3 separate regions of the Sus scrofa genome follow, and regions 1 and 2 are each linked to region 3. A link is a contact called in public promoter capture Hi-C data. All regions are on one chromosome and are shown on one strand. The core of a region is the stretch at or near the end of the contact, and the rest is flanking DNA. Distances in the headings are between cores, read along the strand shown. Region 1 holds the start of ZNF581 (zinc finger protein 581). Region 2 holds the start of U2AF2 (U2 small nuclear RNA auxiliary factor 2). Region 3 holds the start of ZNF787 (zinc finger protein 787).

What was found. Promoter capture Hi-C pulls out the DNA fragments that hold promoters and counts their contacts.
Region 1: a promoter capture Hi-C map of liver shows a contact between it and region 3, with 4 times the contacts expected there. The contact joins the promoter of ZNF581 here to the promoter of ZNF787 in region 3. A contact is called at or near these places in 1 of 5 promoter capture datasets (liver) and 1 of 2 datasets of contacts at active chromatin or transcription factors (alveolar macrophages).
Region 2: a contact with region 3 is called in a promoter capture Hi-C map of fetal liver, with 5 times the contacts expected there. The contact joins the promoter of U2AF2 here to the promoter of ZNF787 in region 3. A contact is called at or near these places in 3 of 5 promoter capture datasets (fetal liver, fetal skeletal muscle and liver), 5 of 47 Hi-C or Micro-C datasets (alveolar macrophages, embryonic fibroblasts, liver and 2 more) and 2 of 2 datasets of contacts at active chromatin or transcription factors (alveolar macrophages and skeletal muscle).

The regions. Positions count from the first base shown.
Region 1 is chr6:59,739,190-59,743,771 of Sscrofa11.1, reverse strand. It overlaps ZNF581 (zinc finger protein 581), which reads right to left and starts at 2,360. Exons shown (of 5, transcript XM_021095062.1): 1 at 2,277-2,360; 2 at 1,086-1,159. It overlaps ZNF784 (zinc finger protein 784), which reads left to right and starts at 2,407. Exons shown (of 2, transcript XM_003356071.4): 1 at 2,407-2,520; 2 at 3,896-4,582. The coding sequence starts at 2,443.
Region 2 is chr6:59,771,960-59,776,712 of Sscrofa11.1, reverse strand. It overlaps U2AF2 (U2 small nuclear RNA auxiliary factor 2), which reads right to left and starts at 2,523. Exons shown (of 12, transcript NM_001315804.1): 1 at 2,475-2,523. The coding sequence starts at 2,523. CCDC106 (coiled-coil domain-containing protein 106) reads right to left here. Exons shown (of 7, transcript XM_021095056.1): 7 at 4,119-4,753. The coding sequence ends at 4,688.
Region 3 is chr6:60,443,738-60,448,769 of Sscrofa11.1, reverse strand. It overlaps ZNF787 (zinc finger protein 787), which reads left to right and starts at 2,659. Exons shown (of 3, transcript XM_021095112.1): 1 at 2,659-3,072.

The DNA of each region.
Region 1 (4,582 bases), core at 1,111-3,610, 700 kb after region 3:
CAGCAATGCGGGATCCGAGCCGCGTCTTCGACCTGCACCACAGCTCACGGCAACGCCGGATCCTTACCCCACTGAGCAAGGCCAGGGATCGAACCCACAACCTCGTGGTTCCTCGTCGGATTCGTTAACCACGGCGTCACGACAGGAACTCCCCTGAAGTGATATCATTTATCCCAAAAGTGTTAGCATAAGCAGAACAATATGGCATCATTTCATGTACGGAGCAAACCAAAGAAGACATGTGTGGGAATGATAAACAGAAAATGCAAAATCTCGGGAGTTCCCGTCGTGGCGCAGTGGTTAACAAATCCGACTAGGAACCATGAGGTTTCGGGTTCGGTCCCTGCCCTTGCTCAGTGGGTTAACGATCCGGCATTGCTGTGGTCTGTGCTGTAGGTCGCAGACGCGGCTCGGATCCAGCGTTGCTGTGGCTCTGGCGTAGGCCGATGGCTGCAGCTCCGATTCAACCCCTAGCCTAGGAACCTCCATATGCCTCGGGAGCGGCCCAAGAAATAGCAAAAAAAGACAAAAAAAAAAAAAGAAAGAAAGTAAGAAAGGAAATGCAAAATCTCATAAGGGGAAGGAGGCAAGAGAAGGGGATGTTACACAGATGGCTGAGATTGCATCTGTAAAGTTGTATGGTTTAAGTTCATTAAGGAGTACAGGGAGCTATTTATATACTTCTGAATTTTTCTTTTCTTTTGTTTTTTTTTTTTTTTTTTTGCTCCCACGGCATATGGAGGTTCCCAGGCTAGGGGGTGAATCGCAGCTGTAGCTGCCGGCCTACGCCAGAGCCACAGCAACGCGGGATCTGAGCCACGTCTGCAACCTACACCACAGCTCACGGCAACGCCGGATCCTTAACCCACTGCACAAAGCCAGGGATCAGACATGCATCCTCATGGATCCTAGTCAGGTTGTTAACCACTGAGCCACGAAGAGAACTCCCCAAATGAGTATTTTAAATGCTATCTATCCGAGGAAGACTTGCACCAGGTTCTGGTCACACACCCTGGAATTTCGTCTAATGGAAACAGATTCCCAAGCAGGAACAAAAAGCGGTGAACATTTCAGCAGACTCTTACCTTGTGCTGAAGTGGACACCTACCGCTTCCACTGTCATTTCACTGGGCAAAGAAAACCACGTGGCCACGTCTAACTGCAAAGGAAAATACAACCCTATCATGTTCCCTAAAGAGGGAGAACCGAATTTGCGCATGATCGTCACGTTCAGTCATCCACCCTGCCCTTCCAGGAAAACAATTTAAGAGTGTTCCAGCGATCTCGCATCTCTCTGTTTTAGTGGGTTTCGCAACCCTCTACAGATGTATGCATAAATGCAGGCATGGTCAGAAGTAGCGCGATGACCTCTCCAAGGTCACACAGCCGGGCCAAGGAACGAGTAACTGGACAGCTGAGCCCTCAGCCCTGTCCTTGTAACTGCCGAAAACCCCTGCCCTTGGGCTCTTGCCTTCAAAGGCGCATTTCCCAAACTTCACACAACCTGTGGATACTTGCTAATGAATCCCAGTACCACTAGTGTGGCAGTCGGTTCAGTATATTTTTGCAAAGGGACTTAAAAGTCCTTACATTTGTAACCTTTGCCTCACTGAGTTATCTCGAACCAGGGAGTAGGTGACCACAAAAACGTGTAGTGTGAACACAACAAAGGTTGTTCAATTCTGGTGTCAAGTGACCGCCAGAGCCTACTCATGGAGATTAAAAAGAGAAATTAGGGAGTTCCCGTCGTGGCGCAGTGGTTAGCGAATCCGACTAGGAACCATGAGGTTGCAGGTTCGGTCCCTGCCCTTGCTCAGTGGGTTAACGATCCGGCGTTGCCGTGAGCTGTGGTGTAGGTTGCAGACGCGGCTCGGATCCCGCGTTGCTGTGGCTCTGGCGTAGGCCTGTGGCTACAGCTCCGATTAGACCCCTGGCCTGGGAACCTCCATATGCCGTGGGAGCGGCCCAAGAAATAGCAAAAAGACCAAAAAAAAAAAAAAAAAAAAGAAATTAGAATTAGCTCACAGGAGAGTTCCCGTCGTGGCCTGGCACAAACGAACCCGACAAAATCAGGAGGGATCCGTGGTTCCGCTCAGGGGGTTAAGGATCCAGCGTTGCTGTGGCTGTGGTGCAGGCCGGCAGGTGCAGTTGCGATTCGATTCCTAGTCTGGGAACCTCTATACGCTGCGGGTTCGCCCTAAAAAGACACGTACACAAAAGAATTAGCTCAGAGCCACCCCAGCGCCCCACGCAGGCTGTCTCTTGGGGGCACTGACAGGCAATTAGGAAGAAATTCACCACTTTCTCCCTGGGGATGGAGAGAGCCAGCTCCCGGGAAGCCCCGCCCCTCCTCCAGGCCGCCTGCGCGGGGCCCCGACGCCAGCCTAGGCCCCACCCCCTCCGGATTGACCTCTGGCATTGGGGGCGGGGCCTGGGGACAAGATGGCTGCCGCGCGCCCGGAGTCGCCGAGTCTGAGCTCAGCGGGCCCGGAGCCGCGATCCCCGGAACCTCCGGACCTGGTGCGGGCGAGGAAGGGCCCCGGCGCGGGGGCTCTAGGCGGCAGGAGGTCGCAGGGGTGGGGGTGGGGCTTAGAGCTGGGCGGGGGAGGTATTTAGGGCTATGGCCCTGGGGGCGGGGCTTCTCGTGGGGGCGGTGTGAGGTTGGAGGGGCGTGGCCGGAGGAGGAGGGTGGGCGGGCCAAGTCAGAACTGGAGAGGGATCCACCCGAGCGAGGAGTCCGAGGGATTGAGTTTGTCTAATGAGGGGGCGGAGCCTTCAGAGGGCGGGACCTCATGAATTTTAGGGTTCCGGAACCTGGGTGGAAGGTTGGGAAGGTGACCCTGGAAGAGAAGGGTGTGGGGTTATGGTTGGGTCACCCACTTCGGGGTAGGGGGATGATTCTGCAAGAGTCTAAGTGCTACCCAAGAGAGGATTTGGGGGCAGAAGTGCCTGCTCCAGCTGCCTTTGGACCCCACTCAGGCTGAGAGCGTATCTGAGGACAGTCTTTCATTCAGCAGACATTTACTGTGCTCCCACTTGGGCTAGACAGATGGAGAGGTGAAGGCGGCAAATAAACTATCCTCTTGGAGCTTGCAGCCCAGAAGAGGAGAGAGACAATAAAGAAGTCTTATTGTGTTATGTTCGATAAAGAGTGAGCTGATAGAGCGGCGCGGAGGGGAGCTAAATTTAGTCGAGAGAGAAGTCAGCTGTGTGCCGGCTTATATTTACACTGGGGCCAGAGAGATAAGCGGGAGGCAGATCGTGATGGATATGAATTAAGGCTTTGGATTTTAAGTGCAGTGGGTGTCATGGGAGGGTTGCGAATGGGAAAATGACTTCCATCTGTTCCCGTTTTCAAAAGGTCATTAAGGCTGCTTTGGGAAAATGGGTTATGAGGGAGCCAGGCAGAGGACCAGAGGCAGTCAGAGGTTCAGGACACTTGGCAAAGAATGTTTGCCTTATGAAGTTCCCCAGTGGCCCGAGGATTCCACGTTGGTGCTGTGGCAGCTTGCGTTGCTGCTGTGGCACCTTGGGTCGCTGCTGTGGCACCTTGGGTCGCTGCTGTGGCACGGGTTCAATCCCTGGCCCAGGATCATAGGCCTGCTGCGAGGGAGGCCCCCTCAAAAAAAAAAAAAAAAAAAAAAAAGGTGCAGTGAGGTAATTGGCTTTTCACTGGGATGGAGGAGAGAGATGGCTGGATCTGTGGACCATTTCAGACGGGAGGGGAAGTCTTCAAAGGCACGTAACAGAATCCCGGGCCGGGGAAGCAGCGGAGAGCTGAATCTAGAAATCGAGGGATCCAGCATGCTACAAAAGGGAGGTGTTTTAATAATCAGGTGGGGAGGCCTTGAGGCAGAGGCCACAGGCTCCTCTGTTTCTTCTCCCCCTCACCCAGGTCCTGGTGCCTGATGATGGCCGCCCGGCCACCCCCCCGAGCGACCTCGTCGAGATCCAGGTGGTGAAGGTGACCGACACCACGCTGGTACCTGAGCCCCCAGAGCCAGGTTCTCTCCACTGTGCCTTGTGCCCAGCTGTCTTCCGGCTGGTCTCCGAGCTGCTGTTCCACGAACATGGCCACTTGGCGGGAGCTGAGGGCGGCGGGCAGGGTGGGGACCCGAGCCGGTGTCACGTCTGTGGCCGCAGCTGTCCAGGGCCCGCCAGCCTCCGTGCCCACTACAGCCTGCACACGGGAGAGCGGCCCTACCGCTGCCCGCTCTGCCCCCGGGCCTTCAAGGCCCTGGCGCCTCTGCTGCGGCACCAGCACCGACACGGGGTGGAGCCGGGGACCTCGCAACGGCCTCCAGAGGCGGCGGCGGCTCGGGAACAGCGGCCCGGCCTGGCGCAGGAGAGGTCGGAGGTGGTGATGGCCGCGGCGGCGGCAGGCGCGGCGGTGGGGAAGCCTTTCGCCTGCAGGTTCTGCGCCAAGCCCTTCCGCCGCTCCTCAGACATGCGCGACCACGAGCGGGTGCACACGGGCGAGCGGCCCTACCACTGCGGCGTGTGCGGCAAGGGCTTCACCCAGTCCTCGGTGCTGAGCGGCCACGCGCGCATCCACACCGGCGAGCGGCCCTTCCGCTGCACC
Region 2 (4,753 bases), core at 1,274-3,773, 670 kb after region 3:
AGGAAGTTGTGAACACTGAAATGCCCACAAGTGCAGTTAAGCACTAGGCAATACTCAACATGGGGCAGCCAGAACACTCCAGGGTCTGGCGGGAGCCCCTAAAGACAAGCGGTTACCTCCTTGAAGACACAGACTGAACACGAAAAACAAATCCAAGCCTGGAACCAGGAGGCAAGTAGCATGAAGTAGCAGGTAAGCATGACACTGAGGGCCCAGAGGTGTGCTGGCCTGAGGCTCTGGGCCTCTGGCTCCACTCTTGAAAGATGGGCCAACTATAAAAACAGCGTCTTTTGTGGCTTTGGTTCTGAAACAGACAAGCAGGCAGAGAGGAACAGACACAGAGGAAGAAGTGGCGCCTGCTGGGTGCCTGAGACACAGACAAGGAAATTAATTCCCTGGAGACACAGGTGCACAAGGCAGGGACTGAGGCTTGGAGGAGGCTTGGACCACAGAGACAAAGACCCACAGGCACAACGATACTAGGGCAAAGCTTCCCCTTAAAGCAACAGTAGGTTCCCTGCCTCAACCCAAACAGGTCAGGAAGGAAAGGCAGCTGTGGTTACTCAAAACGCTGTGATCACTTTGTTGTGGGAACAACTCCACCAGCCCAAGGGACGTGCCAGTACCAGTGGGGACACCCAAGAGAAACCAAGCAGCACGTGTGCAAGTGCCCCAAGGAAGGTTCATTCAGTTCCATCTAGCAGTCCAGCCTAGGGGCACGTGGTTTTGCAGCCAGACTCAGGATCAGCTTCAGCTCTTCTGTCTACCAACTGCATAAAACCACAAAACAGCAACCGTACCTTCCAACCTCAGTGTTCCCGGTCTTTTAAACGACGCTCATCCCGCCCCAAGTGTGGGACATGGGATAATGACGCTGGGAAAGCACCTCTCCCTGCTGTCCCAACTCTGACACCACCTCTGAGGCAGCTCAGGGCAGCCTCTCCATTACCTTCCTAAGAAATTTCACTAGGGATCATTTCACAATACTCCTCGTTAGGCACTTAACGAATGCCAGACCGTATGCCACACACTGTACACACATTACCTCACTTAACCTCAGCTGCAACTCTCACCAGCTAAAACCAAAGAAAGTTTTTCAAGCTTTCTGAGCCTGCTTCCTCCTCTGCAAAGGAAAGGAAGTCATGTCAGTCCCCCACGGCTGTTGACCATCTACTTAAATAAGCCGTGTAAAAGCTTAGCAAAGCACTATCAGTACTGCCATCACCATTGACTCCAGAAACCGGTAATAAAGACACATACCTATTTAACAGCCACTACACACAAGAAAAGGATTAAAAAAAAAAAAAAAAAGCATAGACGTGTTAAAGTTCCACAACTACTTAGCAACAAAGCAGGTACTAGAAGCCAAGTCTCCTCCCCTCCAAAGCCTGTGCTGTGAAGCGTTACAACGTGTACAGACACCCCGTGGGCACTCCGAAACCCGACTTCGTCTTCCCCAGGCGCTGTCTCCTCCTAAACCAGCCACCTGCTCCCAACTGCAGACTGGGCTGAAAGGGGAACCCCAGCGCCCCCCGCCCCCTGTGCAGTCCTCTGACCACAAGGAGCTTAGGCCTCGCGCTCGCCACCTCCTCCAGGCCTAAGTTTGTTCTAACATTCGTGGGGTGTCCAAACTAGTCGGCACTAGCTCGGCCTCCTACTTGGACTCCGCATCACCGGAGGGACTTTGCCTCCCATCCTCCCAACTGAGCTAAGTCTCCCTACTCGCTCCGAGCCTGTCTCTTTATCGCCACGTTGAAAAGGCGGACACACGCGGCGCCCGGAGGGTGGGCTCGTACAGAACAGGGGACCTGTCTAACTGAGGAGATATGGGGGGCAGACACGCCACACTGTGCCTGGCGCGACGGCGCGAGGGAGAACCGCGTGCGGGAGGAACACTGAAAACGCACAGTGCGGACCTCTCCCAGGAGACACCGCATCACCCACGTTAGGCTGGAAGGGACCCCGGCGACTAGCCCCCAGGAAAGGCGCGAAGGGCGGCGGTGCGAGAAGGGCCCACACCGCGGCCCTGCATGCGCCCACGTGAAGGGGGGCTCCAACCGCCATTTTGGAACAAAGGGGGCGTGGAGACACCGGCCGCGGGCCCGGCCGGAAGCGGAAGTGCGAGGGCATCGGGAGAAAAGGAGGGGTTGCGGGACCCAATCTACATAATCTCCTTTCCAAATTAAAAAAATAGAAAATAAGTCCGCAACGGACTCCCGACAGCCTGCGGCGCCCGCGCCACCCGCGCCGGGGGCCACGTGGGGCGCGGAACCGAACGCGGCGCGCATGCGCCCGCCGCCCCCTCCCCTCCCGCGCGGCGGCACGCCGGGCGGTCACGTGAGTAAGGCGCGCACCGCGGGGTGGGGGGGCGCCGTGCGGGCCTAAGGGGGGGAAGCGAGGGGGAAAATGGCGGGGGACACAGGGGGAAGCCGAGAGCCGCCCCGCCCGCCGCCCCGCACCCCCGGCGCCCTCACCTTGCTTATTCTCGTTGAGCTGCCGCTCGAACTCGTCGAAGTCCGACATGCTGAGGCGGCCGCGTAGGGCCCTGTGTAGCTCTCGCCTCGCCTTGCCGCGCGCCCGATCCGGCCGCTTCGGCTACTTCCGCCGCTTGCTTCGGCTACTTCCGGCCGCCGCCGGCGTTCCACCGCCTCCTACCTAATCAAGCCCCTGCCGCCCGCCCAGCCCCGCCCCGGCTCCGCCCCTCTCCCCGCCGGCCCGCCCACGAGGCGCACCTCCCCCCAGGGCCTGGCTCCGAAACGCGTCGGCTATTTCCGGACCGTGGAGGAGCGAAGGGAGAGGCGACTTCGGCTGCTTCCGAAAACACCCGAAGCGAGGGTTTCGCAGGCTTCTCAGGTTTTCGTAACTTTTCGGATAGTAGCTCTTCAACGTTCGGATGTTTCCGTAGGTCCTCGCATTCCTAGCACCCAGACTCCCCACTTAGAATTCAGCTTCTTCCAAGAACTCAAACCGTCCGTCTTTGGCTGCTTCCACGGATTCTACCCTCTCTTTCCCAACGGCCCTGTCCAAGCAATCGGCCACTTCCGACAATCCTAACCGTCCCGGATTTCGGCACTTTCCGAAGGTCTCTGGCGCTCCCCCTCGGGCCCAACCAGAGATTAAACCCGTTTCCAAACTTCGGCTCTTTCCGGAGATTCCAAGAGCAACCTCCTCCCCCTTTCGGAGAACTTCGGCTCCTTCCGCCACCGCCTGGGGAAGGACTCACAGCAGACACCTTCGGCTTTTTCCGTGGGCGCTTCGGCTCCTTCCGGCTCCGGGAACCAAAAAGGGAGGGAGGACAGAGGCGAGGTGGGTCAGGGGAAAGGAAAAGAAGAGGCAGGGTCTCGGCTCTCAGCACCCGGCTCTCCCTGTGGGGCGATGGGAGGAAAAGAAGGACCGATGTTGAGAAGCGCCTAAGAAGGTTTCGCGAGACAAAAGCAGCCAGCGGAGTGAAGAGTGCGCGCGGCTGCTGCGGAGGTTGCCAGCGCGGCTTTGTGCGCATGCGCAAAGTGGAAGGGGCGAGCGCGAGAGAGCCTCTGCGCCTGCGTAGAGATCGGTCTGAACCGAGACCTCTCACTGTTCGGAGAGGGGGGGCGGGTCGTCGGGGCCACAGCCCGAGCGCGCGTGCGCGAGATTTCCTTCCTCCAGGGAAGGGACTACATTCCCGACCGTTGAGCAAGGCCGCCCCCTTGCGGTTGCCGTGGCAACCACACAAGCGAGCGTTCCCCCCCCCAACCGCGCCGACGCTGCTAGCCACGCAGCGGGCACTTCCGGGAGACAGAGAATCTCGCTTTACCGCCTCCTGGAGGCAGTCTCTGTTCAGAGCTCCCCGCTCCCCTCGATGGTCGCCTCTCCCAAAAGTCATTGAGTCCCGCCTTCTGCCGCCTTGCCTCTGGTCCAAGTCGGCTCATGCCTCCTTCCCGGAGTTCTGCTCCTCCGAGTTGTTCAGGGCACAGCTGCTTCTCTCCTCCCACTCCTGCCTCTGGGGGACTAATTACACCTTGTCTCCCCAACCTCCCCATTTCCCGCCTGACCATCCGCTCCCCGGAGCCCCCCCTGGAGCCCCTGTCACTGTCTCCGCGGCAACAGCCACCCCCTCCCAGCAAGAGGCCGGGGCCTGGTTTATTCCAAATTTTATCACCTCTTTTTAATTTAAATTCTCTTAATAATTCTCTCTCACGTGGACTCAGGGCTGTCCCGGAATGCGGGTGGGGAGCTCCTTGCAGGGCGGGCTGGTGGGCCGGCCACTCCTCGGGTCCGGGGGCGGAGACGGGATGTGTACAGTGCCCCTCTGCCCCGCAGGGTCCCAGGAGGAAGGGCCCTGTGAGGGCAGGACAGTCCCGCTCAAGTGGGAGGGGGTACCAGTGTTTAGGAAAGGGTAGGATCTGGTCCCTTGATAATTCTTGGGAACTTTTTCTAAAGGAGGACCGCCCCCAACCCCGGGAATGCGGAGAAAGGGGAGGACGCTAGGAATGTGGGAGGCAGAGGGGGCAGATCTATGTACCGGGAGCCTGAGGAGGGAACGGCGGTCTACAGCAGGGGAAGGAGAGAGGACGGGCAGAAACAAGCCGCCCACCCTCGACGCCCTCGTCATGGGTGCACCACTCATGCACACGCTTGCCCGGGTGCCGGGGGGCCGAAGAGGAGGGAAGTGGGGGCCAGAGGGCGTGTCCTGGGCCAGATGGCGGGATCACCGCTTGAAGCGGTAAGTGATGGGAAGCAGCAGCTTGCTCTTCTTGAGGGCCTGCACCTTCTT
Region 3 (5,032 bases), core at 1,410-3,909:
CATTTTATTTATTTTTTGTCTTTTTTTTTTGCCTTTTCTAGGGCCACACCTGCAGCATATGGAGGTTCCCAGGCTAGGGGTCTAATTGGAGCTGTAGCCACTGGCCTACACCACCACCACAGCAACTCGGGATCTGAGCCGTGTCTGTGACCTACACCACAGCTCACGGCAATGCCGGATCCTAACCCAATGAGCAAGGCCGGGGATCGAACCTGCAACCTCATGGTTCCTAGTCAGATTCATTAACCACTGCGCCACGATGGGAACACCCATCTTAACCATTTTAGAGTGTGCAGTTCAGGGGCATTAAGTGCACAGTATGGTGCAACCATCACCACTGACCTCTCCAGAGCTGTTTTCATCTTGCAGCACTGAAACTCTATTCCCATGAAACATTAACTCCCCTCCCCCTCCCCTAATGCCTGGAAATCTCCATTCTACTTTCTGTCACTATGACCTTGACTGAGCACCTCATGTAAGTAGAATCACAGCGTATTTGTCCTTTTTTGTGACTGGCTTCTTTCACTGAGCCTAATGTTCTCAAGACTTATCCATGTTGTAGCCTGGGTCAGAAGGTCCTTCCTCTTTAAGGCTGAATACTATTTCATTATAGTATTCAGCCACAATACTATCAGTAGATGCCACATTTTGTTTATTATTCATCAGAGGAGGCTTAGGCGGTTTCCTTCTTTTGGATGAATGCTGCTGTAACTTGGGTGTGCAGATCAGACATGTATTTATTTCTTGATCATGTGACAGTCTTGGATGGACGCTGGGTATTGGGTGATGGAGAGTGTCTCCATGAGATGACTATTGAAGGACCCTGTGTTTTGGGGTGGGGTGGGGTTCCACCATTCCCTAGGGCCTTGTTTTCATCTGTATCCAACCGACAAGAGGGGAAGGCATATGGAGCAGGCATGCTCATTTCTTAAGAGCCTTGGCCTGGAAACTGCCAGTGTCACTTCCACTGCTATTCTATTGGTGGGAACCAATCACAGATCCACACTTAGATGCCAAGGGGACTGGGCAATGTAGTCCATGGGTGGGAAGTTGCATTCCAGGCATCCATCCCTACATTGAAAGGAAAGAGCAGGTTTTGTGGTGAATGAGCCATCTCTCTCTCAACCCTGTCCTACGTTTAGGAAACATTCCAATAGTATTGGTTTGGTTGTCTTACCAGAGATTTGGAATTAGCAATGGTTTACATGAGATAGAAAGCAATTTTTCTCCTGTAACGTCTCAGCCAGTGCAGCGCCTCCTTTTCACAAAGGCATCAAGCCTCGATCTTGCTCCTTCTCGCTTGTTTCTCTGCCATCCTCCACATATGGTTTCCATCTGGGAATCCAGATCTTGCCATTGGGTTCTCAGTTCTGCCAGGTGGGAGGTGGGTAACCGGAAGGTGGGAGAGGGGTAGCTGTCCCCTGCACCAACCAGGCCGTTGCAGGCAAGTCCTGAGTGATCTGGTTCAGAACAGCACAGACGGGTGAACTTTCTTATACTCAGGTCTCATGGGGTCAAGTTCATACCCATGATAATAATCCATAGGTACTGCTATGGTGATAGCACTTTCTCTCCAGTCTAAGACGCATTTAAAATTTTACTTTTGAAGGATTTCTGAAGGTTAGACACAGACACATCTTACTATTTACGCGTGCATTTTGTACAGTATTTTTTCTTTTTTTCTGAGAGGATGTTATTGAAGCAACAATGCACGTCTTATGATTGATGCTGAGCGAGACTTGAGGACGGACATACAGCCGTGATGGCAGTAGAAATGATACCAACAGTAAGTAACACTAATCACTACCATTTTCACTGAGCGCTTATGATGAGCCGGGTATTGAAGTAAACAAAGTTACATAGATCGTCTGGTTACACTGAAGCTTCAACAGGCCGATCTTGCATCTACATCTTTGTAACTTCCAAGCCTATGACTGTTTCAGCGATGGCGATAAGAAAATTGTTATAAACAATAAGGAGAATTCATCTGTCGCTTAGGTGAGAGCCAGCCAACTACAGACCCGGGAAGGGACTGGGAGAACCTAGCCTGTAAGGATACCTTGGTCTAAACAAGAATTTTAATAAACATAATACTGACAAAAACAGCTCACATCTAGAGAGTGCTTTACAAAGGGCCTGCCGCACATGCCCGGGAGTAGGTGAATCCGTAGCTGCTCTGATCCACATTCCGTTATAAGAGGCAGTATGCATAGGTACGGTTCAATACAAGACCTTGGAGCCAGACTCCACGGGTTCGAGCCCAGGCTCCGCATTCTCGGTCTGTGACTTTCCCCAAGGTATCTGCAAAGGGGACCAGGTTAACAAAGCCCTTGCAGGCGCACAATGTGTTATCGTTGCTTTAGACCGGAGGAAACGGGCTTAAGCGGTGGACGCGACATCGCGAGGAGCCTGAAGCGCTCAGTCCGGTAGGGAAAGGACCAGGATGGCCGACGAGGGGCCCCTCCGGGCGCGCGGGCTCCGGCCACTGCGAACAGCGTCGGCAGGGAAGGGGTTACAATGATAGAGACGACGGGAGGATCCGGAGCGGCACGAGCGGCCTCCGCGGCCACCCTCCCCGACACCTCCCCACCCGGGGCTGACGCGGGGACACGACCGCGCAGGCGCGAGAGCCGGGCGTGGGGGCGGGGGGCACCTCCCTAGACACCCGGAAGTCTCCGCCTAACGGGCCGAGCCCGCGCCTCCTGTCCTGGAAGGGGGCGGGGCCCGAAGCCCCTCAGCGCGCGGCGCCATAGAGCATGGACGGAGGACCCGGGTCCTAGACGCGTCCGGAAGTGGCTCCCTGGGGCGCCCGCTCCGCACCATAGAGCTGGGGGGGCGGCGGCTAGGGGGTCGCCGGGCTCGCCTCCTAGAGCGGCGAGGACGGGGTGGAGGCTGGAGGGGGGGAAGGGGAGGGGGGAGCGGCGCGGGCGGAAGCGTCCAGGAAGGTCACTTCCGGCCTGGGCGCCCGTCCCCCTGACCCCAGGGTCTGAGTCGCCGCTGCCGCCGCTGCCACCATCCGCAAGGGAGGAGAGAGGAGGAGGAGTGCGGCACGGCGGCCCCGGGACCGAGGAGGTGAGGGGAGGGCGCGAGGGCGGGGGGCGTGCGCCCGGGGCTGGGTGGGCGCGCGCCTCGGGGCGCCGGGCTGCCGCCGGGGGGCGGGCGGGGAGGCGGGAGGCGAGCGCGACTGGGCGGGCGAGTGCGCGTGCGCGCCGCTGGGGGGGCGTGAGTGGGCGCGCGGCCGCTGACGCGGGGCGGGGCGGGGGCGCCGGGAGGGGCTTCGGGGAGCGCGCGGGCGCGGGAAGGGGGGTGCGCCTGGGGAGCGCGCCCGGGCCGGAGCGCGCGCTGCGCCAGGGGCTCGGGGGGCGGGGCCGCCGCGTCCCCCCAGCCTCCCCGGCCGGTCGTGGCCGGAAGTGGTGGCGACTCCCGGGGGAAGTTGAGGCCCCGGTGGGGGAGGGGGCCTCGCGGGCTCAGCCGGCCTGACCGGAAACGGCAGCCCCAGGACGGGCTTGTCTTGGCCCCCCGCTTGCCCCCACTCCTTCCCCTTTTCAAAGGAGTCTGGTCCCGTTGCCGCCCGGGGCGGGCTGCGTGCGGCCTTTGATCCGGCCGGTAATTACGGGCGTTCCGGCCGGTGGGAGGCTCATTCATTCGCCCCAGCGCGGGGGCGGCAGGAAGCGCGTGCGGCGGAGGGGAAGTGGCTGGGCCAAGGTCAGGCACCGCGTGTCCCGCGAGGCAGGGCGAGGAAGGTGGCCGGGCCCGATGGCCACCTCAGAGCCTCTTGGGCGTCGAACCGCGCTCCCGTACCCCCGCCCCAGTCTTGGCCACAAAGGGGGACGCCCCAGTTTGTAGAGATGAGTGCCTCTCGGGCCCACGGGGCCAGGCAAGCTGGGGATAGCGTGATCAGACGGAAAAGTGAGCCACGGCGAGTGTGGACAGAGGCTCTTCTAGTTCCGGCCCAGTGCTGGGCACCACGGACGAGGAGAAGAACAAGAGTCCGGAGGGGGCGGGCCCTGAGGCTCCTGGAGGCATCCGTGCCCCTCCCCTTTCCCGTGCCCATCCAGGTGGTCGAGGGAGCCAGGGAAGACACTCCTGCCAGCCAGTCCAGAGAGGCAGTCAGCGTTTTAGGAAGGGACTGAGTTGGTTTGTGTTTTCCATGTGGTTCTTGGTGCCGGGTCCTGCGTTGGGCTGTCCTGAGGATCCCACTGGGTGTTGGGTTGGGCCTCCCCCGAGGGAGGCAGTTGCTCTTGATCCGGGCTTATCTCCTCTGTAAGACTGTAAGCCTCTTGGGTTAAAGGCAGCTGGCGTTCACCTACCTGCCTCTGCTGCGGTCCTTCTGGTCCTGCCTCAGCCCCAGAGAACATTCAGATCAGCTTCCTCCTGTGTTAGCCGTCTTAGCCCTTTTCCTTCTGGAAGCCTTCCAGATCTAACCCCTGCCCAGAGCTGGAGAACAGGAAGGGTTTATCGTGGTGCTGGACCCAGGAGCGGCCTGCAGTGTGTTAGTTCAGAGCTCTGGGGTCAGACAGACCTGGGTTCCACTCCCAGCTCCACCATTTCATCCCCTTTGTGACTTCATAGGACTAGTAACTTCTCAGTTTCTGCTCAAATAGAGCAGGGTTGGTAATAATAGTATTGACCTTGGTAGGAACGGAGCCAGAGCAGATCTCAGGAAAGGGTGTTAAGTGTGCAGAAAGGCTTCTGGGCCTTCCTGGGCTCCGTCTCTTCCAGCCGCGTGACCTTGGACCTGCCACTTCCCCTTTCCCAGGCTCTTTTTCCTCCTCAGTCCCCCAAGGTGGAGCGCACAGCCGACCATCCCCTGGATAAGGCCAGTCCATCAAGGCCGCCGCACACGGCCGGGCCTGGCGAGGTGCTCTGCTGTGAGGTGGGAAAGTATCACTTGGCCCAGGTTTCCTGAAGCTCTGCTGGGCCGCGCTTCTTGTCCTGGAGCAGCCCAGAGAGATGTGCTCGGAAGGCCCCCAGGGGATGTTTGCCAGGACAGCCCTGGGAGCCTGGGGCCCGGAGGGTGTGCCTTCTGGCC